Linked DNA regions of Sus scrofa: regions 2 and 3 are each linked to region 1. Evidence: chromatin contacts called from public Hi-C data. All regions are on one chromosome and are shown on one strand. Each heading gives the region's core, a stretch centred on a gene start, on an enhancer-like site or on the middle of the called end of the contact. The rest is flanking DNA. Distances are from core to core; before and after follow the strand shown. Region 1 holds the start of CCDC124 (coiled-coil domain-containing protein 124). Region 2 overlaps IL12RB1 (interleukin 12 receptor subunit beta 1). Region 3 holds the start of JAK3 (tyrosine-protein kinase JAK3).

Evidence for each region. A called contact is a pair of places that touch in the nucleus more often than the background predicts.
Region 2: a contact with region 1 is called in a Hi-C map of alveolar macrophages, with 3 times the contacts expected there. The contact joins the enhancer-like site here to the promoter of CCDC124 in region 1. A contact is called at or near these places in 15 of 47 Hi-C or Micro-C datasets (alveolar macrophages, blood, embryonic fibroblasts and 11 more) and 2 of 2 datasets of contacts at active chromatin or transcription factors (alveolar macrophages and skeletal muscle).
Region 3: a Hi-C map of liver shows a contact between it and region 1, with 3 times the contacts expected there. The contact joins the promoter of JAK3 here to the promoter of CCDC124 in region 1. A contact is called at or near these places in 1 of 5 promoter capture datasets (liver), 3 of 47 Hi-C or Micro-C datasets (alveolar macrophages, heart right ventricle and liver) and 1 of 2 datasets of contacts at active chromatin or transcription factors (alveolar macrophages).

The regions. Positions count from the first base shown.
Region 1 is chr2:59,829,346-59,833,260 of Sscrofa11.1, reverse strand. CCDC124 (coiled-coil domain-containing protein 124) reads left to right here and starts at 1,700. Exons shown (of 5, transcript XM_005654904.3): 1 at 1,700-1,811.
Region 2 is chr2:59,735,004-59,738,918 of Sscrofa11.1, reverse strand. It overlaps IL12RB1 (interleukin 12 receptor subunit beta 1), which reads right to left. Exons shown (of 16, transcript NM_001145986.1): 16 at 2,907-3,903. The coding sequence ends at 3,529. Among named protein-coding and RNA genes, the nearest start is that of IL12RB1, 29 kb to the right of the region's middle. Within about 2 kb of position 2,173, at least 29 of the 83 cell types and tissues checked have an H3K27ac peak or open chromatin away from gene starts, as enhancers often do. A contact at or near this core is called in alveolar macrophages, epiblast stem cells, mesenteric adipose tissue and 3 more, where this site is marked.
Region 3 is chr2:59,903,934-59,907,848 of Sscrofa11.1, reverse strand. JAK3 (tyrosine-protein kinase JAK3) reads right to left here and starts at 1,948. Exons shown (of 24, transcript XM_005654907.3): 1 at 1,793-1,948. RPL18A (60S ribosomal protein L18a) reads left to right here and starts at 1,607. Exons shown (of 5, transcript XM_021083534.1): 1 at 1,607-1,798.

The DNA of each region.
Region 1 (3,915 bases), core at 451-2,950:
TAAAGACTGGCTCTTTACCAGTAGAAGCTTAATTAGGTGTTGCCTTTGGCTCCTCCATTCCCCACCCTATACTGAACAACAATAAAATGTTCATGTTGAGTGCCTTCTTCTCAAATATCGTTCCAGGTGAATGGCTGATGCTATGAAGGAAATAAAAAGAGGGCCGGGGTGGGGCACCAACTCCTGGGGAGGCCAGGTAAGGTCCTTCTTAGGAAGGGATATCTGGTCAAAGTCCTGAAGAAAATGAAGGGGTCATTCATGGAAAAAGCTAGGGGCAGGGGGAATAGCACTGACCAATTCCCTGAGGCGGGACTTCATCTGGCATTTTGAGAAAGGAGGCTGATGTGGTTGGAGCTGAGAAAGAATGGGGATGAGGAGGAATGGGAGGTGAGGTCAGTCTTGCAGGCCAGTAGGGATCCACTTGGGGCTTGAGAGCAGGGGAGATACACGGATCCAATTTAGGTCCCTGAGGTGTCACTGGGGTTGCCTTCGGGAGAACAAACTCTGTGGTCAACTTGTCCTGCCTAAACTGCCCCCAAATCCATGCCCTGCTTCTCTTCCTACAGCCAGGCCCAGTACAGTCATCCTCAGACCCCTAATATAACCATTTTTACAGAGAAGGACCCTGAGGCTTAGTGAATGCACAAATACAGGTGCCCTGGACAAAGAGGCCCCCCAAACCTATTGCTGAATAAAATAAAAGAGCAAGATATGTGGAATTCCCTCGGTGACTCAGCGGGTTAAGGATCCAGCACTGTCACTGCTGTGGCTCAGGTCACTGCTGTGTGGCCAGTCTGATCCCTGGCCTGGAATCTCCGTATGCCCTGGACGCTGCCATAAACAAACAAAACAAAACAAAGCGGGGTGGGGGGGGTGATAGCAATCCAGGAGAATGGTCCCGGAGGAATTTGAGTCTTTCCATTACTTTGGTCAAATTCAATTTCTTTTTTTTTTTTTTTTTTTGTCTTTTTTGCTATTTCTTGGGCCGCTCCCTCGGCATATGGAGGTTCCCAGGCTAGGGATCCAATCGGAGCTGTAGCCACCGGCCTACGCCAGAGCCACAGCAACGCGGGATCCGAGCCGAGTCTGCAACCTACACCACAGCTCACGGCAACGCCGGATCGTTAACCCACTGAGCAAGCGCAGGGACCGAACCCGCAACCTCATGGTTCCTAGTCGGATTCGTTAACCACTGCGCCACGACGGGAACTCCCAAATTCAATTTCTGTTCTCTGAACCTGGAAAGCGCAGAGTGTTTTAATTTCTGTCCCTTTAATCTGCTCCCTCCCACTTTAAGCTTCGCACAAGGGAGGCAAAAAAATGTGGGCTAGATGAGAGTCTTCAAAGCACAAAGCGACTGCGACAGCGAAGAGCCTGCCTGAGAGGCTTCCTCTGGATAAGGGGATCAACCAACCACGCGTAGACCGCGGGTTCCGGCGCGCCCTGGCGGCCAAGCAACTCCTGGCTGAGGCCACTAAACTCACGTGTGAAGCCGAGGGAACCATTTTTCATCTGGACAACGGCCATCTTGGTAAAGGCAATGCTTTAGATTGTAGCTTTTAATCTTCTCTCCTGACTTGTTAATATCTGAAGTAAGCGCAGGGGAGGAGCGTTTATACAATATTCGCTCCCTGAAGAGACAAAGAAACGGCTAACTTCCTGGACTTGGACTGGAGACCAGGGCAGTATTTTCTCTACCAAGATGGCGACGGAGCTCTGACATAATCAGCGCGCGCCGCCCGGGGCTCTGAGCGCAGGCCCCCCTCGGTGACGTCACAGAGGCGCGACCGGGCCGGCGCCGGGGGAAGGAGGTAGGAACAGTGGCGGCGCGGGCGGAGCCGAGGGGCGGGGTGCGGGTGGGCCCCGCGAGGCTGCTGGGTCTGGGACCACCCATCTGGAAGGGCTGGAGATGGGGTGCTCAGAGACGGGGGCACCTCTGGTCCCCAGGCTCCAGGGCTCCCGCGGAGGCTATCCCCATTTCCCTGAGCGGGCGATTGAGACCCAGAGAGACAGTGTTCTGTTCTAGGCCACCTAGCTCCAGCCCTTCCCTCAGCAGCTTACAAACTTGGGGTAACAGTGCTGAGTACAGACGTCCCTGGCTTCTTGTAATGGGGTCAGGACTGGGAAGAGGATGACGGTCTGGGGGAGCCCAGAAGAGGTATCTGGAGGACTTCTTGGAGGAGGCAGCGTTGAGTTTCATCTTTTATTCTCTCTCTTACTTTCACAACCGCTCAACCACGTGGTTCTTGACTCCCTCCTAACTAACCCCTGCTTAGCCAGACCCCCTGCTTGAGCTCCCTGCTTCTGTCTCACTCATCCAGTTCACCTCCTCACCAAGCCCAGAGGGCTCTGACGCCCTCCGCACCTTCCCCAAACCCTGGAATACAAATCCCCCTTTCCCAGCCTGGCTCCCCCACACTTCTGGGGGCTTGGGGCTCCCCACTCCCTCAGGCCTTTTCTTAGCTGTCTCCTCCAGGAAGCCCTCTGACACGCCCTTCCCACCTCTCCACAGACAGGTCGGAAGCCCCCTCCCAGCTTCCCTAGCACCTGCTTGTCCCCACCACAGCTCTGATCTTGAGTTACCATTCTTATTGTCTGTCTCTCAGCCAGCCTGGGAATTCCATTAAATCAGGAAGCCCATCAGCAATGCCTTTCCCCAGCATCCCACACGTAATGCTAGGTGCTCGGTGCGTGTTTACTGAATGACAAAGTGTGTGAGAGAGCATTTATCGAACAAAGAAGAAAAACTGTATTAGTTAGCACCAGCTGCCATAACAAAATACTACAGACTGGGTGGCTTAAACAACAGAAACGTATTTGCTCACAATTGTGCAGGCTGGGAAGGCTAAATTCAAGGTTTGTTCCCAGTGCAGGCTCTCTTCCTGACTTGCAAACGGCCATCTTCTCACTGTGTCCTCACATGGTGGAGAGAGTGAGCTCTGGTGTCTTTTTTCTCTTCCTTTTTTTTTTTAGGGCCGAACCTGTGGCATATGGAGGTTCCCAGCCTAGGGGTCAGGTTGGAGCTACAGCCTACATCACAGCCACAGCAACACCAGATCTGAGTCACGTCTGCAACCTTCACCACAGCTCACAGCAAACACTGGATCCTTAACCCACTGAGCGAGGCTAGCGATTGAACCTGCAATCACATGACTCCTAGTCAGACTGGTTTCTGCTGCACCACAACAGGAACTCCCTTTTTTCTCTTCTTATGGGTGCACCAGCTCTACTAGATTAGGGCCCCATTCTTACAACCTTATTTAACCTTTATCACCTCATGGTCACTGTCTCTAAATATAGTCACATTTGAGGGTTAGGGCTTCAACATAAAAATTTTGAAGGAACATAAATATTCAGTGCTGGCCTGAGAGGGATCAAAAAAGCGCTGTCAGGCCTTGAGATGGTATTGGGGGTCTTAAGCAACAGGAGGAGGGGATGCTGGGGCAGAGTCCCTGTGAGTGGGCAGTGTTTTCACAGGAGGCCACAGGTCAGGGTGTATCAGGTGAAGGCATAGCAAGAGCAAAGTTTCAGAGGCTGAAGAGGGAAGTGCATGGGAAGTGAGAAGCTGAGTTTGGACACAGCACAGTATGAAATAAATACTGAGGGAACCCCGGAAATAGATGGTTGCTCATTCATTTGCTTAAAACATTTTTTGAGGAGTTCCCATTGTGGCCCAGCAGGTTAAGAACCCGACAGTGTCCATGAAGATGTGGGTTTGATATCTGGCCTCACTCAATGGGTTAAGGATCTGGGGTTGGCTGTGGCTGTGGCGTAGGCTGGCAGCTGCAGCTCCAATTCAACCCCGAGCCTAGGAACTTCCGTATTCGTAGGTGCAGCCGTAAAAAGAAAAAAAAAAATTTTTTTTTTGAGCCCCCTACTATACAGGGCACTCCCAACCCTGTCCTCAAAGGAGCT
Region 2 (3,915 bases), core at 924-3,423, 95 kb after region 1:
CAACATCTCTCCAACCATAGGCTGCTGGAGAGACTGAAGAAACAGGTATCTGGGGAGGTAAACTGAGGCAACCTGTCCCCCTTTGGGAGACATGCGTCCTGACTCCTGAAGGAAACCACGGTGAAAGGGAGAGTCAGACCAAGAGAGGAAGAGACAGGAGTTCCCTGGTGGCTCAGCGGGTTAAGGATCCCGCCTTGTCACTGCCGCGGCATGGGTTTGATTCCTGGCCCAGGAATTTCTACATGACTCAGTTATGGCCAAAACTAACTAACTAACTAACTAAATAGAAGAAAGAGAGAAAGAGACAGAGGAGAGGAGGTGAAGAGGGGGGCAAGGGCTCTGGAGAATGGTAAAAGGTACCCATTTTGCAGAATAGAACACTGAGGCCAACCAGGTTGACTCACCTGTTTTGGGCTGAAACAAGAGTAGGAAGCATCTTTGAATAACTCCCAGATCAGATCTCTAACGCTCCAGCTCCAGAACCTCCACCCCTACCCCCACCAAGCTACAACTAAAACTCATGTCCCCAGGCTCCAGAGGGCTGTGACCTCTATCTCTGCCTCATGGACTCCCCACCAACCACATCTGCCACAGGCCCTTTGCTCTTGCTGTTCTGGCCTCTCTTCACCATCTTGGCCCTAGCACCACAAAACTCTGCCTCACTCTTGTTCCTTATACTTTCACCCTCCCAGGTTTATTCTAACTATCTTTGTGAGGATTAGATTAGCATCTGCCTTCCCTACCCAACCAGGAGCCTCTGGTGACTAGACCAATTCTGACCTGTGCAGGCCAGGAATTGGTATACAGTAGGTGCTCAACACTGATTTCCTGAATCAGTGAAGGAATGAAGCTGTGAAAGTGGGTCTTACCAGTCTTGGTTGTTGGAGCTCCTAGGGAAACTGAGGGATCAACCCTCAGAGGAGCCCCAGAATAATGAATATACAGTATGTGCTCAATAAACACTGGGCCAGGGCTCTGCTAAGAGCCTTATACAGATGGATACAAGTAGAGACCCAGAGAGGAACTTCCTATTATACAGATGGGTACAAGTAGAGGCCTAGAGAGGAACTTCTTATGAGTCATCTTCTAGCAGCAGAAACAGAACCCAAGAGTGGTTTTAACAAAAAAAGAATTAGGGGAGTTCCTTGGTTCAGTGGGTTAAGAATCCAGCATTGTCACTGCTGTGGCTCAGGTTATGTCACAGGTTTAATCTCTGGCCCGGAATTTCTGCATGCTTCAGAAAAAGAGAAACAGGGTTAAGGGGCTTCAGGTATGGCTGGATCCAGGAACTAGGATTATCTGTGCTGCTGTCCTCTCTGAAACTTTCTCTCCCAGGCAGGCTCAGCCTCCCGGCCCCCACTCCCCACCACCTGTAGAAGCAAGGTGTCCACTTTCCCCATTCATTTCATCGTGTTTCTAGTGGTGCTCCACAAATATTGAACTACTCCTTGGACCCAGGGGATTGTGCCTGAGGGTAGGTTTGCTGACTCCCATGGCCACCCAACTGGGTCCTGTGCTACTGGTGGGCCCAAGACTGGGACAATCAGCACGGGTTCTCTGGAGGTTCCACTGTGTATGTGTTTGGTGGGGGAGGGGCGGGACGGGGTGGGGATGGATTCTGGACTTGAGGTGGGTGGCTCTAGGCCCCTGGGGGTCAGGTAATTCTGGTGTTTCTTATAAGGCTACTGATCCACCTTTCCCTCCTTCCTGTCTACTTTGGGCCCTGCCACTGTCCAAGCCTCCTTCTCAGGCTGGCACCCAGCCCTAAGGAATGAGGAGGGCTGATCCTCAAGGGAGGGCTTATCTGGTGGAGGGTACGCCTTGAGCAAAAGCTGGGAGGTGACAAATCCAAGGGATGGAACACTCGCAGAACAGTGAGCAGCCACTGTAGCCGGGGCACTGGCCAAGTCTTTTGTTTCCCCATCTAGATGCATAGATGGGGAAACTGAGGGCCGCCCCCCCGCAAAGGGGAAGGGCCTTCCGGCCCTATTGCCTGCCAGACATCCCTCACTCTCATCGCCTTTCGCCACAAAATTCCGTGGTTCTGGGTTTTAATCCCCCGCCCTCATCTAAAACCGGAAAAGTCTGTTTTGCAAACTCCCTGGGAGGTGGGAGGGTGCTGGGCGGGCTGAGCCTGAGAGATACGCGCCGCTGCTGCCACCTGGTGGTCACGGGAGGAATCCGAGACAACACGTTTAAGCACGAAGGGCTGTCGGGGGAGGCGGGTAGAGGAAGCCCGTGGATTCAGGGTGTATCTGGGGGGGCAGAGGTCCTGCTGCGGGGTGTTGTGTGTTAGGACATGGGAAGAACCCCACGTCCCTACCTGAGCTTTGGGCGGAGGGGCGGGGCTGGGGGATAACCAAGCCTCCTGCTATGAGGGGACTCAGCCCCACTCCCCCTCTGGGCCTGTCCATTCTTCCAGTCCCCTACCCTTCGACATCGTATGCCCACCTCCCAGTCCTAACTTCGCAGAATTCTGAGTGATCATCCAGTTTTGTCTCCCTCCTATTGGGTGCTCCTGAGGGCACCCAAAGGCAGCGATTGGTAAATGTGTATGAAATGAGTTAATTTTCAGGCTCCTACAGGGGTGGGGGGCAGGGAGTTGTGGGTGGGTTGAGCAGCACATTCAGGCTTCAGTCAAGGGAAAGGTTTATTTGCTTTTTTTTCTTTCTTTTTTTTTAGGGCTACACCTGCAGCATGTGGAGGTTCCCTTGCTTGGGGTCGAATTGGAGCTACAACTGCTGGCCACAGCCACAGCCACAGCAATGTAGGATCCTAGCTGTGTCTTGCTCACAGCAACACCAGATCCTTAACCCACTGAGCAAGGCCAGGGGTCGAACCCGCAACCTCATGGTTCCTGTTGGATTCGTTTCTGCTGAGCCACAATGAGAACTCCAGGGGAAAAATTTATTAAGCCTTACATCTCCCCCATCTCTGTGAGGTCAACATTATCCTCAGGCCCATTTTACAGAGAAGGAGACTGAGGCCAGGGAGGAGCTATCACCTCCCTCAGAATGCTTTGAGCCCCACTTCTTTTCCCTAAACCTAGATCCTCCAAGCCTGGAGACCCTGCGATGTGGCCGAGGACGCTGTGCACCCAGATTCCCCATCCAGTGCTTCTGGTACAGGATGCCCAGCCCAGGACCACCATGAACCCCTTTGAGCCTCCCTCTAGTCTATCCCCATGGGTGCCAGGCCCTGGCTTGGGGTAGCAGCTTCCATTTCATGGTGGTTTCTAGGGTTCCCACCACAGGATGTGTGACAGCAGGACAGAGTAGGTGTGAATGGAAGCAGTGGCCAGGGTCGGAGTCACTCCGCCTAGGTTCGACTTATGCACCTGCTGTGTAGCCATAGGCAAGGCACTCACTCACCCTCTCTGAGCCTCGGTGAGACTCAGAGAAATAGGTAAATAGGACAGCCTCATACCTCAAGGCAGTTATGGGGATTCAGGGCATAACATGAGTGTCTGGGCGGCACAGGCTGGGTATGCAGTAAGTGCTTAATAACCAGCCATCGTGATTGCAATCATCAGTCTTCCTCTATGTAAGAGGAGGCAGATGTTCCCCTTTCTCCCTGGGAACCAAACCTGGGAGTCTGCCTTAGATCTCCCAGGAGCAGCAGGAGTCCAGCTGTCTGGGCAGGGCTGCCCTCCAGACCACCGTGCCACCCAGACCTCAGAGTCCCAGGCTCAGGGTGTCCTTGCGCCTGTCTCCTGTGCTCCAAGGGCAGCTCCATGTCTAGGGCCGGCTCAGGGGCATCCAGAGGCAGCTCCATCTTCTCCTTGAGAGGCCCAGGTGTGTCTGGGTCAACCCCCTCGCCTTTGTCCCAGGACATGTTCACCACCAGGGCTTCTTGGGGGGACACCTCCTCCGGGAAGTCTGCTGGGCTGGTCCACTGCCAAACCTGGAGAAGAAG
Region 3 (3,915 bases), core at 699-3,198, 74 kb before region 1:
TTACATGTGGAATCTAAAAAAAGTTCACAATGAACTTCTTTGCAGAACAGACACTGACTCACAGACTTTGAAAACTTATGGTTTCCAAATGAGACAGGTTGGGGGGTGGGGGGATGCACTGAGGGTTTGGGATGGAAATGCTATAAAATTTGGTTGTGATGATGTTGTACAACTATAAATGTAATAAATTCATTGAGTGATTTAAAAAAAAAAAAAAGGAACTCTTTGCAAACAACAAGTTTTAAAAAAAAGGAGACATCATGGATCAGTGGAAACAAATCTGACTAGCATCCATGAGGACGCTGGTTTGTTCCCTGGCCTCGAGCATGGGTTAAGGATTCAGCATTGCCATGAGCAGTGGTATAAGTCACAGACACAGCTCTGATCTGACATTGCTGTGGCTGTGGTGTAGGCCAGCAGCTACAGCTCCGATTGGACCCCTAGCCTGGGAATCTCCATATGCTACAGGTGTGGCTCTAAAAAAAAAAGAAGAAGAAGAAGAAGAAGAGAATGTTGGGTAAAAACTATGTTCCAGGTGTTCCCATAGTGGCGCAGTGGAAACAAATCTGACTAGGAACCATGAAGTTGTGGGTTTGATCCCTGGCGTTGCTCAGTGGGGTAAGGATCCGGTATTGCCGTGAGCTGTGGTGTAGGTCACAGATGTGGCTCAGATCTGGCATTGCTGTGGCTGTAGCTCCAATGAGACCCCTAGCCTGGGAACCTCCATATGCTGGGAGTGTGGCCCTTTTAAAAAGACCAAAAAACCAACAACAACTATGTTCCAAATTAATGGCGGGAGGATAGATAGTATGAATGAGATTTTAACACACCCAGATTATAAACCGGAGACAGGGGATAGATGAAAACCCCAGACTCTGGGTTCAAATTCCAGCCCCACCGTATCCCAGCTTTGTGACCCCAGCAATGCTCCCACTTTCTCAGCTGTGGAATGTGCTGGCTCCCAGCTGATTGGGTGAGGGGGTTTGCAGAGCCCAGCCAAGGCTGTCAACACATTTAATCCACACTAAGTGGCACAAATCCTTGGTAACATGTCCTGCAAGCACTTGACAAATGCCAGCTCAACCAGATAGGAGGGTCCCTTAGCACAGTGATTTGGCGCTCATCGTCAGGGAAGGAGGGCATGGCGAAGAGAGAACTTTCCACCAGCGACACTCCAGTGTCACCAGCTCCCAGACCAGCAATTGGAACACGCCCAGGCCCAGGAGCTCTGGGGCCCCTGTCACTCCCCACAGAAGTAACCACAGTCTTATTTCTAACAGTCGCCCTGCTCTTGCCTGACTTTGCAACCTTATCTAAATGGAATTACACACCACATATTTTGTTTAAAACAAATCTTAAAGAAACAAGATTGCTTAAATAGCGAAAGTTAAAAAAAAAAAGAGGAAGAAAGTCAGAGGTGGTGTTTGGGGCCCAGAAAAATGCCCCTGTTTTAACACCAAAAGTCCCACATGCTGGGACATCTGGTTAGTCACCCAGTGCTCCGGCTTGGGGCCTGGCAACTTGGGGGCTGGGAACAGCTTCCCCAGTACTGAGCGCATGCGCAAAGATTCTTTCAGGTCTGGGGAGCTGGGACTTCACTGAGGACAAATTAAGGCACAGAGAGGGGAGCACTTTGCCGGAGCCAGCAGTCCCAGCGCACATCTGGCAGCTTTCCTCAGAGGCCTGGAAGGCAAACTTGGCATTGTCTGTAGCCACCACACGGATTCCCTGGACCCCCACCCGCCACCCCCAGCCAGAGCCCTGTGGCGGCACCGTTTCTAACCTGTCTTACCTGGAGGTGGGTGACCCTGGGGCAGCCACAGGCGGGCAGAGCCGCCACCGTGGGGCAGCAACAAGAGGAGGAAAGTCCCACTCGCTCCTTCCTGTGTGGGCCCCTCGGCTTCCTGAGCCGCTGTCACTTACCGAAAGTCATGGCCATGTGGGGGACGGTGGCAGGGAGGGGCAGAAAGTTCCGGAAGCCTCTGTAGACGCAGTCCTGCTCAGACAGGCTGCTGGAGCCCCCAGACCTAAGGGAAAGGGTGATGGCACAGAGAAGAGCCCAGGTCTTACCAGGGGTGGGGGCACATCCTGACTTCTAGGGCCTCAGTTTACCCATCTGTGGCATATGTGGGTTGGTCACCCAGAGGAACTAATTTTGCACCCAGGGAAAGGAATGAAGCTGGATCTGCGCAGGACCTACACCACAGCTGTGCCAACACCAGATCCTTTTAACCCACTGCTCCAGGCTGGGGATTGAACCCTTGCGGCCACAAAGGCAACACTGGCTCCTTAACCTGCTGCACCACAGTGAGAATTCCTGATGGATGCTTTTTTACACCCCTTAGGCTCTCATGAGTGGAAGAGGCAGGGGACTGGGACAGTGTCCAGGTCAGACCCAGGCCAGTATTCTTTGCAGGATACACACCCCAGAAAGTAGAGCTTTGGAGATAGATTTTAGAGAACACTTTCCTCTGTATAATCCTGTCACAAGCCCTGGCACGAAAATAGCTTTGGTACAGATTTCATTGATTTCAGTTGCTCACAGACACTTATTAGCCATTTCCTGTGTGCAGGGCATTGGGGACACAGCAGGGGACAGAGTAGATCTGGTCTCTTCCTGGTGGAGCCAACAGTCTAGTAGGGGAGATGACAAGCGATTATCCAATAAGTGTTTCAGTGGCCCTCGGTGCCAGGCTGCTAGGAGAGATTTGGTCTGGGAGGGCTTCCCGGAGAAAGTGACTTTGATACTGAAATCCAAAGACAAGTAGGATTAGCCAGAGAGTGAGCTGGATGTGTGGAGAGTTCTGGCAGAGCAACAGCCCAGGCAAAGCTGGACAAGATCACAGTGTTCCTGAGAAGGGGAGGGTGGCAGGGACACGCTGTGCTGAGACTTGTTTGGAGGCATCAGTGGGGCCTTGAGGGTAGAGGGAAGGGATATGGGTTGTGTCCTCAGCAGAGTGGGAGCCACAGCAAGCTTGCGGCAGGAAGTGCAGCATGGGGGCTTAGCCATAGCATTTTTGTTTCACTTCCTGGATGGCTTCAGCAGAGAGGAATGCAAACACGCACACCCACCCTGGCCCTGAAAGGGAGGCTCCTGCCCTCCAGGAAAAACAGTGAGTTTCTGGGGCCCCGAAACTCCAGTGGGATGGTCACTGTGGAATGTAGGGAATGAGCAGAAGGCAAACAGGGTCAGGACAAAGGTGGCACCGTCAGCCACAGAGAGGGACATGTGATGGCTCCATTAGGAGATTCCAGGAGGTGGAGCCCAGAATGTGCCTCCCAAAAAATCAAAAACTTGAGTGGTGCAAACCTCTCAAAGTTTGTACTAGCAAAAAGCCCACAAACCCTGTCAAAGAATACACAAGAGAAACTGGAAACAATGGTAAACTCATGTCGTGGATCAAATATCTTCATTGTAGAAGCAATTCCTAGAATACAATAAGAAAATGCCAATGAGGAGTTCCCGTCATGGCTCAGTGGTTAACAAATCCGACCAGGAACCATGAGGTTGCAGGTTCGATGCCTGGCCTCGCTCAATGGCCTCACTGTTGCTGTAAGCTGTGGTGTAGGTCGCAGACATGGCTTGGATCCCGAGTTGCTGTGGCTCTGGCATAGGCCGGTGGCTACAGCTCCGATTCAACCCCTAGCCTGGGAACCTCCATATGCCGCGGGAACGGCCCTAGAAATGGCAAAAAAGACAAAAAAAAAAAAAAAGAAAAAGAAAAAAAAGAAAAGAGAAAATGCCAATGACTTAACAGGATGTGAACCCCAGAAACCATAGACGATGAAGGACAAATGGCTCTTAAACTCAGAAAAAGATACTCGGCCTCACTCATAATAGGAGAAATTCCAGTTAAACGTAAGGTTGACCCTTGAGTAACATGAGTTTGAACTGCAAGGATCCACTTATACACA